Regions from separate parts of the Cricetulus griseus genome. Here region 1 is linked to region 2. Evidence: chromatin contacts called from public Hi-C data. All regions are on one chromosome and are shown on one strand. Each heading gives the region's core, a stretch centred on a gene start, on an enhancer-like site or on the middle of the called end of the contact. The rest is flanking DNA. Distances are from core to core; before and after follow the strand shown.

What was found. A called contact is a pair of places that touch in the nucleus more often than the background predicts.
Region 1: a Hi-C map of the CHO-K1 cell line shows a contact between it and region 2, with 2.6 times the contacts expected there. The contact joins two enhancer-like sites. A contact is called at or near these places in 2 of 8 Hi-C or Micro-C datasets (the CHO-K1 cell line and fibroblasts).

The regions. Positions count from the first base shown.
Region 1 is chr6:50,146,851-50,153,783 of CriGri-PICRH-1.0, reverse strand. All of the region lies in intron 1 of LOC107978476 (a long non-coding RNA gene), which reads right to left. Among named protein-coding and RNA genes, the nearest start is that of Anapc1, 280 kb to the right of the region's middle. Within about 2 kb of position 2,668, at least 3 of the 6 cell types and tissues checked have open chromatin away from gene starts, as enhancers often do. A contact at or near this core is called in the CHO-K1 cell line and fibroblasts, where this site is marked.
Region 2 is chr6:50,057,199-50,064,614 of CriGri-PICRH-1.0, reverse strand. No RefSeq gene overlaps it. Among named protein-coding and RNA genes, the nearest start is that of Anapc1, 190 kb to the right of the region's middle. Within about 2 kb of position 3,679, at least 2 of the 6 cell types and tissues checked have open chromatin away from gene starts, as enhancers often do. A contact at or near this core is called in the CHO-K1 cell line and fibroblasts, where this site is marked.

The DNA.
Region 1 (6,933 bases), core at 1,419-3,918, 90 kb before region 2:
GGCTCAGAGCTGGAGACTACAGGACTTAATGGCTTGCAGGTTCTCAAGGAAGCAACTCTGGAACAGAACATTCTGGAAAGACTTCTTCAAGCGGTGGCTCCCAGGCTGGCTCTCCATCGCTGCAGCCCAGATTCCAGCATCTGCCATACCCGATAGCTTCAAAACCTCCATCTTCTGCAGTGTGGGTCTCTCTTTAGTAGGTATGTCCCTTCTTATGTCAGGCTACCTTTGCATTTCCCTAATTACTAAGGGATTCAGAAAAATAAGACCTATTTCCTCCTGGCTTTTGCTTAGCTTCTTTCAGGGCACAGATACTTGAATCTGATTTTCTTAGCACCCAGTGGTCTCCCAGGATCCGGCCTGGCCTGGGCCTGGTCTGCATCCAGCACTGGGCATCTGTGTCTTTTGGGTTGCTCACCTGCTGAACTATTTTCTGCCCTGACTTTTCCTCAGATCCCGGAGTTGCGGCTTCTCGGGCACCTCTGTCCTTGGGGCATCTTTTACCTGGTACTTCCTCTGCCCTTTTCTTCAGCAGTTCCCTTACAGTAGCAAGGCATCCCTATCTTATACACATACTGTCTTTGTACTGCTTTGGGTACAACTTCCATTTTAGAGTCAGAAAATTACTAAATACTTACGGCTATGTTTGAGAGCCCTTGGGGGAGGCATTCTCTGCTCAGCCACACGAGTACCACCCCCACCCTAACTTCTGAAGAGGGCAGAGAACCTATAGGCTCCTGAACTCCAGCGAAAGGGAACACGTAGCCAGTAACCTGCCTGCAGGGACCCAGCCTACAGGTCACCCCAGCCCTGAGTCCCTGCTCCCCACTTCTTGGCTTTGAAGTCAAAGTTTCACTCCGTTGACAAAATATTCATTGCTGAAGGCTACTCCTGAGACTAAAATAACTTTCCACGAAATGCTCAGAAAGCAGCTCCTTGCCTGTAAATGCTGTAATATTATAAGAAACATCCGTGTTTGTGTGCGGTTATGTCTCGTGTAACTGCCTCAGCAGGGCCTGAGAGGCCATCATGGCTCATTTCTGTCATTTCTAAAACCCGACACTCTTTCACTATAATGTGGCACCTTCTCGGTTCTTTAAACTATTTTTCTCTTCAAGTTCTCATGAATTGATGGTTCCTGTTTTTCTGAATGTGCTGTTGGAACCCGTGCTTCTGAGGCTTCGCCACCACTCCTGTTTAACAGCTAGGTAACAAGCCAAAAGTCCCCCGCCGCTGTGCTGCTGCTTCTCCTTGGGAGACCGACTGGTCCTTGACCTGGGGAAATGGTATCTAGGAGTGAGATGCACTCACTGGAGAAAGAGAAAGGAAAGTGGCAGAGTGGGTGAAAGTTCGGGTGGTGCTGGAGAGGTGAGCTACAGTGAGTGAGCCAGACCCGGGCTCAGAGCCCCCAATGGTCCCAGAGAGGAGCACATTCTATGGTCTAGTAGAAAGTGCCTCATTCTGAATAAGGATGAGACACATCTTTCCGTTTTCAATCCCCACCCTTTCCTTAGCAAATGTAAGTTCAAATACTGCTTTTGAGTCTCAGATTGTCATGCCACTTTTAACAAATAATTTTCTTTCTTTTTTTTTTTCAAGACAGGGTTTCTCTGTGTAGCTTTGGAGCCTACCCTGGCACTTGCTCTGGAGACCAGGCTGACCTCAAACTCACTGAGTGCTGGGATTAAAGGCATGTGCCACCAACACTTGGCATAATTTTCATTTTTTGAGATGATAATATAATTACATTTTTGTTCCTTTCCTTTCTTCCTTCAAATCCTCCCATGTACCCATCTCCCTTTGCTGTCTTTCAAATTCACAGCCTCTTTTTCTTTAATTGTTGTTACTTTTAAGAAAAACTGAGATACAGCGAGGCTATTTGATTCACTTAAATATTCAAAGCAGACTTCCTGCTAACAGGCTGACAGCATTCCACTATCAGGAGACACCTTTTGAGGAGCTGACTCACACTGAGGTGGACCTGGGAGTCCTCTGACCTTCTTCTACACCTGTGAGCTACATGCTATGTTCATATGCTAGGACTGTGGCTGTGCAGTTCCACACAGCAGGTATCTGTCTCTCAGGCTAGCATCTAAAACCAAAGGCTCAGCCTCGCTGTGTGCCCTCCAAGAGAAGGGTCTGCTCCTGGCATTGGATGTGTCTTGGTGCCTCCAACCTCCCAGGTCAGGGCCTGTGTGTATGTCCGTCTGTCTGGTTGTTGTTGTTGTTGTTGTTGTTTGCTTTCTTTTCCTATGGGTGTTTTGCCTGCAAATATATGTGTGCACCACATTAGCGCCTGGTGCCCAGTGACGTCATAAGAGGGTGCTGGAGCTCCTGGAACTGGAGTTACAGCTAGCTGTGGGCTATGTAAGTGCTAGGAATAGAACTGGGGTCTTCTGGAAAAAGCAGCCAGTGCTCTTAACTGAGCATCTCTTCAGTCCTAAGTTCCTTTTTCTAATGTCATCAATCACATTGGATTGGAGGCTCACCTCACTCCACAAGACCTTGTCCTAGGTAGTTACAGCTGTGATGACACTGTCACAGAATATGGATATGTTCTAAGCTGCTGGAGCATATGAATTTTCAGAGACACAGTCAATCCCAGACACACACTGAGGCCCTCACTGGTGACTCACAGCCTGGGACTCCTACTCCCTTCCCTCCCACTCCCTTGAAAACAACTGTCTAACAACTGTCTTCTGAGTAAGCAACCATTTGCTTCCTGTTCTATCAGGGTCCATGTGCCTGCTCAGGAGAAGTCAGAGCAAAGCGGCTCAGTGCAGAGGCTCAGTCCTCAAACTGTTCTTGCCGAATAAATGCTGCACCTCCTTAGCCCATCAGCCTGGTCTCTGGAAAGAACCAGACAAGCTAGACATGAACACCTCCCTGTACCCCCATGTCACCCACAGGTGCTCTGAGGGAACCTCCAGGAAGTCCCACAGGCCCTGTCTGCCCTCCAGTGGGGTGTTCAGTGCTCCAGCGAGAGCCTCAGGGCAGACACCAGCAGGCAGACAGCAAGCACTGAGCTGCTGAGATTGATTCTATATTCATTGTAAATTATATTATATTCATTGATTATATTCATTGTCCAGGAGACAATCTGTAATCCGTAAGCCCGAGATATCTTTATTGAGATAAATACCAGCCAAACGCAAGCCAGAGCAGCGGAGCCAGGGAGAAAGGGAAGGAGAAGAAGGTGCTTCCCTGTGCTCATGGTTCCTTAAGAGCCCATACCTGACCTCACCTTGACCACGCCTTGACAGGCGTGGTCAGGCACACCTGTAGCCAGCCTCCAACAGGCGTGGCTTACTGCCCGATACAGTAAATAGCACTTATGTTAAGGGGACTCTGGGGATCTGGGTCCCTCATGGAGCACATGGTGCTCCGTAACAGATTGTTACCCTCAGAGCTGGAGCACTAGTCCCCAGTAGCTTATCTATCTGATGCTGACTCTAATGGAGACAGCTCACTACTTGTGGCTTTCTGGGACTGGGCTGGGGACTGGAGACCAGCCACAGAGCTTGTTGTCCATAATCCCCGCCTCCTCTGGGGGATGCCATGCCATCTAGACTGTCCTAGACCCCACCTCCTCACAGCTGTCTCTCCTGCCTTACCTGGAAAGGGGCCTTCAGGGCTACCATACTGACTTCCAGCTGACCTTCCCAGCAGCTCTTGAGTCAAGCAAGAAGTCTTTTTTGAACCTGCAAATGAGGTGAATGAAGGACTAGAACTTCTAGATTTAATTAATTATTACTTTTCCTGCAGGGAAATGAGATGAGCTACCCAGTTGTCAGTCCAGCCTCAGCAGGCAGCACAAGCTAAGGGAGATGGTTAAGTGGTGAAAAGCACTTGGTATTCTTGCAAAGGATTCTGGTTCCCAGAGGTACATTGTGTGATTCACAACCACATATAGCTTCAGTTTTGGGGGTTCTGAAGCCCTCTTTTGTCTTCTGAAGGCACATGTACAAGTGTGATGCACGAGCACACACACACACACACACACACACACACACACACACACACACACACATACACACACACACAGCCTACAGATCCCAGCCAGTGGAACAGTGATGTAAACATTCAGGGTTGGTCTCCCCACCTCTGTAAACCCAACCTCAGAACTCTGCCAAAGATGCGCTCTGAAGTTTGCCTTCTATATATTCTAGATCCTGTCAAACTAGAGACGTTAGTCACTAGAGTAACTGACTGCCAAAGGCCCTGTACTTGAAGAGAGAGGGTTGAAAGAGAGGCAGGGGAGGAGGGATAATGACTGGAGGAAGTTGGCTGAACACCGGAGTCATTCCCACCTTGCCCCATGTCACACATTCTGTTGCACATGTCCCCAACGTTGACACTTACACAGCAAGGGCATTCCCTGTATCCCCAAGGGCACTTGCAAATGTCAACATATTGGCAAACTTGTGGGCAGCCTTGTATGCTCTGTCCCCAGCTTCCCCTGATTCAAATGGCTATTTGATGAAGAGGTCAAGGGGATGTCTCTCCAACTTCATGTTTTATACAGGACACATGAGCTGTGGTGGCTGGTCTTGGTGGTCACCTTGACACACCTGACAAGAAGGAAGCTCGGTTGAGAAATTGCCTGTATCAGATTAGCCTGTGGGTACCTGTGGGGGGAATTTTTTCAATTGCTAATTAAAATAGAACTCAGCACTCTCAGGGTTGTACTGTTCCCTAGGCAGGTGGACCTGGGCTATCTTAGAAAGGCAGCCGAGGCCCCCTCATGGTCACATACATCACCAAACACTCAGTAGGCAGAGGTGGACAGACTCTGAGAGTCTGAAGCCAGGTTGGTTTACATATCTCTAGTCTAGCCAGAGCTACATAGCTAAACTCTGTCTCAATGGGGGAAAAAAAATCAAGCCAGTTAGCAGTACTTCTCCATGGTCTTTGCTTCAGGTTCGAGACCTGGAAAAAATGTAAGAGGAAATAAACACTTTGCTCTCTAAGTTGCTGTTAGTCATGGTATTTATCACAGCAATGGAACAGCAAACTTGCACATGAGCCAAGGCTAGACTAAACCAGGGATGGTAGAAGTTAAAAAAAAAAAAAGTCACCACCTCAGATACACAGTAAGGAGGACAATGGCTTTGCATGTCCCCACAGGATGTAGACAGGCTGTGAGAACCCTGACAGCCCAGCAGAGGGGGTTGGTCACCAATAACCTTAGCCTTGCATTCAGGACAAGGGCAGCTGTGCTGAAGTTTGGACAGCTGAATCCTCACAAGAGAGGGCCACATGGGGCCTCTATACTGACACCACCCAAGGATGGGGCCTCAGGGATTGACACCACCCAGGGGACTGACACCCAGGAAGGAGCCTTTCCCTGAGCCATGAGAAGGAGCCCACAGGCAAGGTGAGAACAGTCCCTACAGTTAGAAGGACCAAGGCTGTGGGGAGCCAGGGCTCGGGGAGTAACTAATGACAGATGACAACTGAAGGACTAACAGGCAAGTAGTATATACAGTGTGGATACTCTGGACAGAGGGATTTGGGACTGGGCAAGATGAAGCAGGTCTATGAGAAATTTCATTACACTGTTCCCATCCACTTGTAGTTTAAGGCTTGGGATTTATTTATTTATGAACCTTAACATTTGGTGGGCCATGTTTGACTGTGGGTAATTAAAACCAAGGAAAATGAAAGTAGGGCCAGGAACATCATGGGGAAAGTACGTATGCCAAGCCAGTAGCTTCCAGCAACACATGGCTATGAATATTTAAATTTAAATTAAGTGAAATTAAGTGTCCAGTTCAGTTCCTGGCCACACTGGCCATAATGTCAACACTTGTGGCCACCACATCAGGCAGGGCAGACAGGGTGTTGCCATTGCTGTAGGTTTTGTTGGACAGAGCTGCCTCAAATGCTTTGAGAAGCCACAGGAATATAGTTTAACTTCACTGGGTACCCAAGAGCTGTTTCCTTGTTGCTAGGCAGAAATAGGAGTCTCCACATGGTTGGTCAGCAGATGGGTAAGGCATGCATAGGCTGTCCTCATCAGACTCTGCCGAGGATGGTCACAGAGGCAGGAGAGCTCACCATGCCTGACAGTGGATGAATCTCCAGTGTCAGAGCTGTCAATCTGTCCCTAGCCCAGGTGGGGCCAGCCCTGAGTGGCTCCTCTAGTCTCTGATACCATAGTGGGTGGCAGCCATTTCAAATGATGGGCACCCCTGTGGCCTGATTTCTGTCATCACATTGCCTAAAACTATCTAACCACACCTGGAACACAGGGTCCAGTAATGAGGGAACCTATTCCCTGATAGTCAGGTCGGGGGCAGGGAGCAGGGTGCACTTGAAATGGTTGGAGTAAGTAGAGACACATTCTACAGGGAAAATGAAGAGTTAAGAAACAGACAGGGCTGGGCAGGCTGCTGAACTGATGATGCAGTACTTGTCCTGCAAGACCAGAGCTCAATCCCCAGAATCCACACTTTAAAAGCCAAGTGTGATGGTGCATACTTGGGGTCCTGTCATTATGGAGGTAAAGACAAGAGATTAGCAGGGGCTCACTGCCAGCCAGACCAGCAGTTGAGTGGCAGGCCAGTGAGACGAAGAAGAAGAAGGAGGAGGAGGAGGAAAAAGGAGGAGGAGGAGGAGGAGGAGGAGGAGGAGGAGAAGAAGAAGAAGAAGAAGAAGAAGAAGAAGAAGAAGAAGAAGAAGAAGAAGAAGAAGAAGAAGAAGAAGAAGAAGAAGCACCTAGTTTGTCACCTGGCTTCCACACACAAGGATGGGCATGGTGAACAGCACATACATGAAAACACACACACACACACACACACACACACACACACAGAAATGCAAATGGATGGATGAGTCTACTCTGAAAGTCCAAGGATAACATGAGGGGTGTGTAGAGGCCCATCTTCATTTGCCAAAGCAGAATTGAGTTCTACTCAGGGTCCACTTTGG
Region 2 (7,416 bases), core at 2,430-4,929:
ACCCTGGGTCCTTTTCAGTTTCAGGACAGCTGTGTCCCCTTCGGAGCCAGGCATCCAGAGAGGAGCTTTTGCCCATTTTTCCACTTGCCTTACCCATGGGAAATGCATAGAACCTTTCTGGTTGCAGCCAACAGGCAGGTAAACAGACAAAAAAAAAAAAAAAGCGGCTTATGGTTGCTGCCATCTTGGCCATGTGGTCTGACCTGGGGGCCCGAAATCTTGGCCATGTGACCTACCAGTAGGCACACCCGCTCCAGAGGCCTATGCCAGCAAACCTGGCTCCTGGACCTTTGCTTTCTGTCAGGTTCTTTTTTGCTTTTTATTTTTCTTTTTCTGTGATTTCTTCTTTCACTGGCCCTGTTGCTCATGGCTCATTTATGGAATACTGTGTCTTTCCAGGGTCCTCTGTTTAAGTCTACTCTGTCCCTTTAAATCTCCTGTCTGTTTGCTACAATGTACGAATCAGAGATTACATTCTGATTCCCCCTTTTACTCTTATCCAGTCCTGCTTGTCTCTGTACATGTAATTTAAATTTAACTTTATACTTATCAAACTCTATATGCAACTTAAACTGTTCTATGTCTCATATTTCTAAATTGCTATGTATCTTTAAATAATGGTAAACATTTAAAGTCATAAAGGTCTAATTTAACTATACTTAAAATATAAGCTAACTCTATACAACTTAAATTTAACTCATGTATCTTTAAATGATGATGAAAATTTAAAATCATAAAGGTCTATTTCAAATTAACAAAATATTTATACCACTCAGCTCATCCTGTAAGCCGTTTACAAAGGTATAGCGTTTTTATTACAAAAAGGGATTTTTCTGTAACTAAAGGCAAATTTTTAACTGCTGAGATACTAAACAGACAGACAGTCCTCAAATGCTCAGAGATCTAGAGAACATGGCATTTAAAATGTTTTGTTAAAAAGCTTTCTATAACAGAGAGATAGGCCAGCTGCTGGCCCCACCCCATTTCCTCCAAGAAGACTGATGGGCGCTAAAGAAACTTCATCTTGAGTCAGTGACAATGCTAGTCACTGAGCCACCCTGCCCTTCACCTCAATTGCTACAAAGTACTCCAGACCTTGGACAAGAGGACAGTGGAATCAACTTTCCCCAAGTTGCTTGGGCCAACGATAGGCAAGCCTTCCTGTAGTCTGTAATCCACAGGTCACATGCTATCATCAAGAAGGCAGGTGTCCTGCAGCCCCCTACTATGGATGGAGGACCTTGGGGCTGGCTGTCCATACAGGCTGCTGGCAAGTCTCTGTTATTCTTTAATTATTAATTCAGATAAAATCTTATCCTTCCCAAGAACTCTGATACTTTTGATGACTGGTAGTCTTGCCAACTTAAACCAAAACAGATTTCAGGAACAGGTATTTTGGGGTTTATCTATGTGAAGATAGGAAAGTGTAAGGTGTATGAAGGTCTGGGAATGTAAGATATAAAGGTCTGAGGATGGAAGGTCTAAGACAAAGGTCTGAGGATGGAAAGGTCTAACACGGTGGATAAATGGAGGTTATGAATGTCTGAGAACATAAGGTACAAAGGTCTGAGGACGAAAAGATCTAACACAATGGATAAATGCAAGTTATGAAGGTCTGAGAATGGAAGGTATAAAGGTCTGAAAATGGAAGGTCTAAGATGGTAATGTAAGGTGTATGAATTAAAGTTATGAAGGTCTGAGGATAAAAAGGCTTAAGTGATAATAAAGTGAGTTGAGACATTAAAAAGAATGAAATATGTTCCGGATTTCTCTATTTTTCATGCTACTGTTGATAGTAAAGTTCTACAATACCACTATACCATCATAACTACAAGGTCAAGATTAAGATGCTTTTCATTGTCCTAAAAAAAAGTGTCAATTTTAAAATGTTAATGCTTTCAGCCAAGTTGCTTCTAACATTAATATGCTGCTAATGTGTCTAATACTTATGTTTCTACAAACTCTAAGGATTCTTGTAAGTTCCAGGGAACTGAATTGGATCCAAACAAACAGGTCAGATTCACTCCAGTTATTCAATCTTTCCCTGGTCCCAGGACTCCCTTCCCTCATGTTGGGACTCCTCAGGAATCCCTCCCTCATCTTACAATCGTCCCCTCAAATGACAGGACCCAAGAAAAAAAATTTTCTAAACTTAACCTTCTCCTCTGCTCTGCCAACATCTTGCCATGTCTAAGAGGCGCCAGGGAGTTCTGTACAGCCTGGACTGCGATGAAACAATCAGCTACCCCAGGACGTGGGAGCACCCCAACCTTCTCAGGTCCGCCAAAGATGGTCAACGACCTCCACCTCAGCAGGTAGCAGTCTTGAGAATTCGATGCCCTTATTCCTTAATCTGCCATGTCTAACACCCACCTTTTTTAAAATAATAAGTAAAGGTGGGATTGAAAGTTTCAGGCATTTTGCTGGCCTGCCCCCGTTACCTGGCAGAACAGGCAGTGCCCGGGCCAGCCCAGGGTTCCATGGGAACTAAGTCTGCACACAGGTGCAAAGGACCCCTTTAAAAGACAGACCCCTGCCCATTTACACTCTCTCTACTCTTCTCTCTGCTTCTGCTCTTCTCTTCTCTTTGTCTCTTTACGCTCTCTCTCTCTATGGCGAATGGCCATGACGGTCAGCCATTTACCCTGTTTCCCTTCTTTCTTAGTCCCTCTACTCTGCCAGGCCTATAATAAACTGGTTAATATGTCTAATATGTCTCATCTTATGTCTCATCCTGCGCTTCCTCTTCTTCTTTATTTCTAATTTAAGCAAAAATCTAACACTGATTGTTAAAGACACCACACACTTTATATACAGGATACTGAAGAATCAAGCTGGAGAAGAGTTGGTGCAGAAGGTGCTATGCAGGCCGCTGGGAAAGAAAAGTCATTAGCAGGCTTAAATAGCCATTGGCCCTGTGTGCTCTAATACTGACCCGTCAGGCAAGATGTACCCACTATAGTGGCATGATGACTTGCCACATCTGATCAGGTTTGAAGCCTGCTCCCTGGGAGGGTGGTACTAGAAATCTAGTCAAAAGTTTATCACCGGGGAAATCCAAGGCCATAGGGGAGCATTTACTACTGATATATTGCTAAATGGAACATGAACCAAAACTGCCCTTTCAATATGGATATGTATTTCCACAGACAGAGTGCTACTCTCAGCCTGGACCAGGGAAGCTTCTTTTTGCAGAGGGTGGCAACCAATGCAGAGACTCCTAGTTGGTCAAAGTGCCTAGAATAAGTGACTGTTGCATGCACAGAAAGACTATGAGTAGGAGGATGTGGAGGGCTATGAAATAGTCCTGGATAGGATATGACCATTGCAATCACGGACACACAGCCTCTGTGTCAACCTACAAGACCTGCATTTAAGAAAGACGTGGAAGCAGGAGGGGAACAAGTTGGAAACAGAAGGTGACCAACAAGAGTGGGAGGGGTTAAGAGAGGGCAATGGGGTGCATATGATCTTATGACATTAAATATATGTATGAAACTGATAAAATTTTTCTGGAAAACTAAAAGGTATTTACAGTTATATCATAATAAATTGGATTCTTGTATCTACTCCTTCCTTCTGCTGTGGCACCTACCAGTGCCTCCTGGATTGGCTCTGTGACTTCCTTCAGCCATCATTGAGTCATCAACAACTTGGGGTTTGTTTGCACAATTTGGCTCAGCCTCTTGAGCGCCCATGATTTGCTATTAAAAAAAACATTTGCTCCAAGGGCCTGCAACTCACAGAACTAGACGCATGGAACAGGCCCAAATCTGACCAGGAGCTGGAGCCAAGCCTAACCAGAAGCAGCCAGATTTCAACTGACCCACAGACTCATAAGCAGGGAAAATAGATGGTTGTCATTGACCGGTCACAGGAGCCCAGGTTAATTTTTAGCAGACATTAATGCAATAGCTGTGCCTGATTAATAACACACCTTACAGCTCAGGCTTCATCTCTGAAAGGATTAGTTAAAAGACATCATCCTTCAACAAAATGCAGCACAGGACAAGAGAATAAGAAAGGAGAAAAATGTATAGTTACATTTCAATAGGTATTGGTTGCAATAAAATAGCAACGAACTATTATTTATTTGTTTTAGACAAGGTATCAATTTGTTGCCCCCTCCCCCATTAGATAGAAACTTGCTGTGTAGCTCAGGCTGGCTTCAAGCTTACAGCAGTCCTTCTACCTCATCCTCTAGGATTATGGGTATGAACCACCATCCCTGCCTGTGAGTCACTGTTGTCAAACACACTGCAGCCTGGGATAAGGAATGCATGGCTCATAGCTTTGAAAGCTGAAAGTCAAAGCATCATAGCACAGGCTGGGCAAGGCTACCCCTTGTCTGAAATACCTATTGACACAGATAGCCACAAAGAGCCAGGTTGAGCCAAACTCAGGGGTTTATAACCATCCTTCTAGAAACTACTAAGGAATCATCTGAGAAATACACAGTGACCCAGGAACCCTAAGATCCAGCCACCTCCCAGCAGCACCACCTAGGGAGCCAGACCTTTAATCACTGTGGGGGTGGAAGTGTTGTTAAAATTCCTTCTCTCTGGGAGGCAAAGGTAAACAGTATTTCCCCTTCCTCCTATGGACCCCGTGACAAACCAAGATGAGATTCCCTGGAAGTTCTCTCTGTGTATTAGGCTCATTTACAGAGCAATGGGTGAGGGGTTAAGGACAGGAGTATGGGTGACCTTAAATCACCCAGCATGAATTATGACTCCCCCATGGCTATGAGGGTGGAGGCCCTCCCTCCAGTCCTACCCAGAGCCCCTAGGCCTCATGTAATGCAGAATTTCAGGCAACTGTTTGACTCAATAAAGGTCTCACAAGCTCCCCTGCCCCCTCCTTCAAAAAGGCAAGATTAGTAGTCAACAAGCTGTAAATTATTTTGATCTTTAAATTTGTTTTTCAGGGGTTGAGGATGGCTCAGCAGTTAAGAGCAACTGCTGCTCTTACAATTGTCTGTAACATCAGGTCTAGTGGGGTATGACACTCTCTTCTGGACTTTGCTGGTACTGCGCATGTACACATACCATGCAGACATTTAAATTTTTTTAAATCTTTAAAGTACACAGAAGTACAAGTCTATAAAAAGAGCCAACATCTTCTTGGAGGAGGACAAAACTGGAAGATTTCTATTGCAAAGAAACTACAGCACTTAAGATTATGCTGTCTGTTGTGGATATGTAAACAAATAGGAAAAACAGGACAGAAAACTGAAATAGAAACAGACCTTCAGCTATTGCAAAGGATAAGAAGATTTTTTCCCCCATAAACGTTTTGAGGTCAATCAGATATCCACATAGAGAAAAAACGAACTGTATGCCTACTTGATGCCATGCACAGAAACCAGCTCCAGTATTAGTGTTCCCATAAAGTGGGGGGCAAAGCAAACAAAGTGTCCATCACATAATTCAGGAAAGTAATTGTGCTGTCTAGTGTTACATCAACTTGACACAAACTAGAGTCATTGGAGAGGAGGGAGCCTCAGTGAAGAAAATGCCTCCATAAGATCAGGCTAGAGGCAAGTCTATAGGGCATTTTCTTAGTGATTGATGGGAGAAGTCCCAGCCTATTGTGGGTGGGACCAGCCTTGGGCTGGTGGTCCGGGTTCTATAAGAAATCAGGTTGAGCAAGCCATGAGGAGCAAGCCAGTAATCAGAACCTCTCTGTGCCCTCTACATCAGCTCCGGCTTCCAGGTTCCTGCTCTGTTTGAGTTCCTATGCTGACTTCCTTCACTGATAGACTGCAAAATGTAAGCTAAATAAAACCATTCTTTCCCAACTTGCTTTTGGTTGTGGTGTTTCATCACAGCAATAAAAAACCCTGACTAAAACAGTGATCCTACAATCTTGAGCTGGGAGAAAGGCTTTCAATAGGACAGAAAACCATGAAGAGGCAAATTAAAGATAGGATTCAGCTGGCTCCTGCAGAAGACCTAAGTGTGGTTCCCAGCACCCCTGTTGGGTGGCTCTCAGTTGTCTGCAACTCCTGCTCCAGGAAATCCAATGCTCTCATCTAGCCCCTGTAGGTACCTGCACACATATGTGTCTACCCACACACAGATACACACACACACACATACACATTAGTTCTTACAAAATAACCCTTTTAAAAAGAATTGCCGAATTTGGTATCATCACAATTAAGAAAGTCTGTTCAGAAAAAATAAAAGCCATTCTGAGAATGAAAAGCTTATGCTGAGAGGTTAACTGTAAGATGATATTCAATGAAGAATTCACATCCAACATACATAAAGGATACCTCTAAACCAGATAAAGAGTGACAGTCTAATGTCACAATGGAGTAACAATATAACCAGGCCCTTCTCAAAAGGAGCTAGCCAAACAGCCCCAACAAACAACTGAAAAGGCATACACTATTAGTCAGTGAAATAACTGCTCTGCCCACCTTATGGGGGAATCTCACAGACTAGTGTCTGAAAGACACCAACCACAAAGGGAACATACTGTGGCGTTGGCTCCAAAACATGAGCGTGAGAATAGCAGCTGCCTTCTGAAGGAGGTGATTCTTAGGAGGAGGCACGAGAGCATATTCAGTGCTGGCATGTTCGAGGCCCTTATTTAGATGAACTGAGTCATCATATAGTCTACATTTTCCCTGTGCATGTTGAAAGATTTACCCCACACTCAAAAAAAAAACCACCAACAAAACCCTCCAGGGAGCAAGAGAGTTTCACCAGAACCTGCCAGGAGGGTGAGTGAAACCCAGCCCAGCTGAGAATGAGGCTGACCAGAGCCTGCCAGCAGAGTCAGGAAGCAAGACCGGATTCCTCAGTTATCGAATCTTCCAGGCAGAATCAAGTGCCTGTTCTGGCTGAAATAGAGCAGCTGCTGCTCTCAGTATCAGACAGAGATGTTTAGGAAATCTGGCTCGGGCCACACGGAAAACTTTAACTCCTTTGCCTCCTCCATTTGGTTTTGAACCATCTCCAATTCTTTCCTGATATAATGAAAGGAAGAAATGTGTACACATAGAGTCCCATGCCCCACCCGCCAAGAAATTTCTCTCTGAAGATGAGCTGGAGGAAGCAGTGGACCACTCTCCTGCCTCTAGGGATTGCCACAGCCCCTTCAACACTGCTGCTGAGTAGCATGGATGAGTGTAAGCCTCATGCCAGGCAATGTCAGGCACAGAGAAATGTACTAACCTGGTTAATCCCACACATCTGTGATACATATTTTAACATCTCCATCCCTGATGTTGAGACAAGGATACCGGAGTACATGTAGACTATGCTTGTTGAAGTGGAAGATGCTGCAAAATGCAGCAAGCACTAAGACCTAAGTTTGATCCCCAGTGCTGGCTAAGAAGATAAGATGATATAAAGTGTTTTTAAAATCTAGGTGTGGTGGCCTTGTAATCACAACACTGGAAAG